Regions from separate parts of the Gossypium hirsutum genome. Here region 1 is linked to region 2. Evidence: chromatin contacts called from public Hi-C data. All regions are on one chromosome and are shown on one strand. The core of a region is the stretch at or near the end of the contact, and the rest is flanking DNA. Distances in the headings are between cores, read along the strand shown.

Evidence for each region. Hi-C and Micro-C count contacts between places; a contact is called where the count stands out from the background.
Region 1: a Hi-C map of leaf shows a contact between it and region 2, with 2.6 times the contacts expected there. The contact joins the promoter of LOC107922140 here to the promoter of LOC107922463 in region 2. A contact is called at or near these places in 2 of 34 Hi-C or Micro-C datasets (callus and leaf).

The regions. Positions count from the first base shown.
Region 1 is chrD01:18,626,256-18,628,955 of Gossypium_hirsutum_v2.1, forward strand. LOC107922140 (V-type proton ATPase subunit a3) reads left to right here and starts at 1,422. Exons shown (of 18, transcript XM_016852006.2): 1 at 1,422-1,795; 2 at 1,914-1,958; 3 at 2,238-2,360; 4 at 2,436-2,543. The coding sequence starts at 1,655.
Region 2 is chrD01:18,358,947-18,361,646 of Gossypium_hirsutum_v2.1, forward strand. It overlaps LOC107922463, which reads left to right and starts at 1,318. Exons shown (of 7, transcript XM_016852511.2): 1 at 1,318-1,916. The coding sequence starts at 1,845.

The DNA.
Region 1 (2,700 bases), core at 172-2,671, 270 kb after region 2:
CAGTATCCTAGTGTCGTGACATTAACCCTGTATACCCCGTTTTACCTGAATAAGCCCTAATTGGGCCCCGTTTGTAACCAAACTTTAAAGAAAGCCTAGAAATTACTTGAATAACACCAAAAGAGTCTAATTATGTTAAAACAAAGTTTTAAAAATTGATGATCAAGTTGAGTAGTCTTAGAGTCCAAATATGACATCCCTTGCTCATGATGTAATAGTTCACTTCGGGTGAGGGGTGTTATACTATATGTAAGTTAATGAATACATGTGTACTCATGAAATTGGAAATTTAATTTATGTTTAGCCAAAATAACTCTTTTCGGATCTTTGCTGTAAAATGTTAGTAAATAAAAGAAATGATCCTTTGTGGAAACAATGAGAATCTTAAATGTGAAATTAAGGCCTGAGATGATCTTTAAGAAATATGCATGTATTAGGCGCTCAGGGTGCCAATATGTGTGTTTAGATACGAATGGTCTAAACAACCTTTGAATTTTTTAACTTTGATTATGTTTTTGTTTGATAAACTTAATATGCTAATAACCTTGAGTAAATTATTCTATTTATGATTTTAAGTGCCCTAGTAAACTTAGAGAAATAATTAGGATACAACTGTCGTGCCAATAGGGAATTATGTGTACCTAGAATTCAATATCTGGAAATTTGTATCCAAAGTTTTGTGTCTTCGGGCTTGCTCTTATAACATGCACTATATGTCACCTTTGGGCTTAGCATTTTGGTGCTCTCTTGGTGTGTTTGGTGGCTTGGCACTTGGTGTGTTTGGGAGGGACATGATTTAAGTATATTCATGACCTTAATAGAAGAGTTAAGAAAGAAATTTAATATTTGCATAATGTATCTAAGTTCATATTTGAACTCATATATCAATATATTAGTAGGCTAAGGCCAAAAAATATTTTTAAAATTAATTTTAGAAATTAATTATTTTTTTAATATTTGCTAATGTGGCATTTTATCATGTTAGTATGATGTAGACGTGGCCACCGTTCAATTGGTCTGTCAACCACGTCAATAAAACTTAACAATCAAATTTGATCAATATTAACAAAAATACTTGGTTGATTAACTTTTTATCTTTATAACCTCAATTAATTGTTAAATTTTGTTGAGAGCTTCATTTACTTTTTTTTTTATATTTTTGAGTTATTTTTACTAGTAAGCCTACAAATTTATACCAAAGGCCTTAAAATTAGAGGAGGGCCGGTTACCTTTCAAAAAAAAAAAAAAAGAGGAGGGCCAGTTGACATACATCTTTACTTTTTGTGGACCACCGTTGGATATGACAACTGACTAGAGACCGCGTTTTAAACATGGAATAGAAGAGGTCTCATTAAAACGTCGCCGTATAGCCACTTTCAATTTTCCTTAACGTCCACTCAAAAAAAAAACCAGCGCGTGAAAATCACGGAAGAACGGAAACATTATAAACGGGAAAGAATAAAAAAGAGAAACGAACAAACCAGCCGAACATCCCCATTCACCAGTAGTCGTGAGGCGCCAGAGGATCGATCTCCGGCGAATTTTCTCCGGCTACGAAATTCCTTGTACATTAATTACGCATTTTTATGTAGATTTAATTTTTTATAACTAATATTAATTGTACTTTTAAAGAATTCTTTAGATTTTTATAATAATGGGAGGGGGAACGCATCGTCCGACGATGGATCTGCTGCGATCGGAGCCAATGCAGTTGGTGCAACTCATAATCCCGATTGAGTCAGCTCATCGTTCCATTTCTTATCTCGGTGATCTCGGCTTCTTTCAATTCAAAGACGTTAGTTTCTTCCAATTTCTTGATTTTCTTTTTCGAATTTTTAATTATCGTTGAAAATCTTTAGATTTAATATGTTTTACGTTCGCCTATTTTCTTTTAAAAATATTGTTTCTTGCAGCTTAATTCAGAGAAGAGCCCTTTCCAGAGAACGTATGCTACACAGGTCAGCCTTTATATTTTACAATTTTAATTTATTTTCATGAGATTCTGCCCTCAAATGGCAGTTTTGAATCCTGATTTGAAATCTTCATTCTCAAAGAATGCACACATTTGAAATTAAAAGATAATTTTGCTGAAATTAGTGGAATTTTAGATAAGAAACTCTACCTAGATATAAATTCATAATGATCTTATAAATCTTCTAAATGCTTGGAGATTTATGCTAATTTTTAGTTAATTTTAGGAATTTTATTATACTTGAATATGTTTTTCTGTCATGCAGATCAAGAGATGCGGGGAAATGGCACGCAAGCTACGTTTCTTCAAGGAACAGATGGTGAAGGCTGGTTTATCACCCTCGACTAGATCTGCAATTAGTGATGATGTTGATTTAGATAACTTAGAGGTAATAATGGATACTTTCTATTTTAACAGTTTTATTTATTATATGGAAACACAACTTTATATGTGGTCTTTGTAGGTGAAACTTGGAGAGCTTGAAGCTGAATTGATGGAGATGAATGCAAATCATGAGAAGTTGCAACATAGTTACAATGAACTAATAGAATATAAGCTAGTTGTCCAGAAGGTATGCTAACATTTCATGCATTCTCTGGTTATTAAAGCAGTAGGAGTGATTAGTTATTTCCCTCTTTCTGTACAAAGGCTTATCACCTTTCTTTAGGCAGCAGGTGTGAAAATTTTTATTTCCCTGTTTCCATATAATTGGTTTATCACCTTGCTTT
Region 2 (2,700 bases), core at 68-2,567:
ATCCAGTCACTTTTTTAAATCTTCAACCCTTCAATCTTTATCCAACCATATTTAAATCTTCAATCTTTCAATCAAGTCCTCCTCTTTGCTTTTCTTGTTCCAATTTAGCCCATTCTTGTAAAAGTTTGAATTCAACACACCCACTTCAATCCTGATAAGAAAAACTCAAATTTAATAATATTTTATCCGATAATTAACTAAAAATAAATATATTAAAAATACGAATTTATCTTACTATCAATTAGTTAAAAATTAATTGACCCAACCGTGGTGGAGAGTCATATTAGTTCTATATGATTATAGTCCTTTCCTTTTATATATATGAAGTTTCTTATTCTATTAATTTATTTTAATTTTTATAGTATTGCTTATAATTTTTATATTATTGCCTTCTATGTAATTATATGATTCTTTCTTTTAAAAAATTATAATAAAGGGTGTGTTAATAATTAACAACATTTTTGTTAATAATTATTAACTAATTTTATTTTAAAATTAAGAAATTAACTTAATAATAATAATAATAAAAGTCTCAATAACAAATATGAATAACTTGAATTTAAAATGACTGAACCTAAATGATTTGACTGTTAAAATTGAATGATTAAATTCGAAATAATTTGAAAAAAATTATTTAACCCAAATAACTCAAATATTAAACCCAAATAATCTCAATATTAAATTTGAATGACTCAAATCTAAAATAAGTTGATCACTTAAAATCCAAATGATGTAGACAATTTTTTTTATACAATGCAAGTTCAAACTCGCATGTCTATATATCATACGCTACCACTTTCCTTGAAATAAAAAAAATATTAATTAGAGTCTCTCAAAATTTTTGAAAAATTTCATTTTTCCTTGAAGTTTTTAGAAAAATTCAATTAGACTACCTCAAATTTTTTAAAATTCTCATTATATTTTTTATTATTTTTTTAAAATTTTAAATAAGTTCTTTTAATTTTTTTTAAAATTCATAAAAAAAAATTAAACCCCAATTTTTTTAAAAAATTCTCATTAAACTTTAAAAATTTTACTAGACTCTTGAAACGTAGTCTCAAGATTTGTTATTTCTTTGGTGAATTACAAAAGGAGAGTCAAAACTCTAATAATAACATGATTAGTATGAGTCGAACTCAGATTACACTTGAAACGATAAATCATTATCATTGATTATCAATATATATACACTTTGATATCAAACATAAATGAAGTAATTTCAATCAATGTAATTATTGTTATAGTTAAAAATGATGTATGCCCTAAACTAAGTTAAATCTAAAATAAATTAAAAAAACCTAAAATTTACCGTAATCAAAATCTATACCACTTTGAAGGTAGGTGATAGACAGTTTAGTCAACGGTCAAAACCGATTACGCGGCGCCGCAACCAACAGCCAATACGGGTGCAGTCACCTGAAGAATTACCGTGAGATAGCGAGAGAAAGGGTTAGTGAAGGGTAAAGAAGCCAAGTTCTACCCCAAAAGAAAGAAACAGGGGGGGCTTTTATTTGTAGTTAACTTTTGGTTGGCATTACCACACTCCGATTTGATTGAAAATCCGTGAAATCATCAAATCTAATTTGTCCCCCACTTTCGACAGTACAACCCCACCATCCCCCTGCTTTCAGTTTTTAGTTCTAGGTTTCCTCTTAAAATTCCCTCCCACACACTCTTTTTTGTTCTTTTGTTTTTCGTTTTCATGGTTCACACACTTGGAGAGACCCAAACCGACGCTTCGCCAGACAGAAATCGTGGGAAGACAAAGTTGTAAAACGAATATAAAGAAAAGGGGGGAGGGGTTGAAAGGCGGCTCCTTCTTGCTTGGTTGTGCTCCAAAATAGATGGGGGCTTTGGCTCCAGTCCTTTCCACTTGGATACCTGAAGATGACCTTCTTTTGAAGAACGCTATTGAGGTACTTGCCTTTTCTTTTCTCCTTCATTGGTTTTTAAGAAAAGGAATAAAATAAAGATTGGGTCTTTTTCATACTTGTTTCAGGAATTGGTTTTACTTGTGGTCTCAATTCGACTTTTCTTCTGTTCGTATTTGCTGTCAACTTCAAGTCTTCTTTGTTTTTCTAGTAGCTAGAAAATAATGCCTTTTTTTTCTTTTATATTTCTCGCCCCTTCTATTTCCTTGTTTTAATTATTAGAGTTGCTGAGCTTATTTACGCGTCCTTCTTAGTCTTTTGGATGTATGGCACTGCCACTGTTCTAGTCTTCAAATTCTGGGTTTACTGTGTTAAAGCGTGGATTCATTGCAATATAAGTTGGTTGTATTAAAAAAAAGTTATACGATTCTTGCATTATGTTTATAAAGTTAGGATATTCATAAGATTATCCTCCTGTTGTTGTTGTTTCAGAGGAATACTATTGCATAATGCCAAAATTTGTCAGTAGATAGATTGCTTGTGAGAATGCGATGTAGAAATATTACTAATAAACATGGTTTGCGCCAAAGTGTTTCTATTCATGGATGCAAGTAGTTTTTCTAAAACATGAAATGACATTACTATGGTTGGTCTGGTAGTGCCCTTATTTGCAAAGAGTGCATGAATATCAACAGGAAAATGGGATCCAAATCGTGCATTTAGCATGACATTATCACCTCACTCTACTTCAGTTTTTGTTTTGTTTTTCTTATCGTCCTATGAATTGTGTTTCTACTTTATTGAACCCTGTTTCAGTCTATTTCTTTGT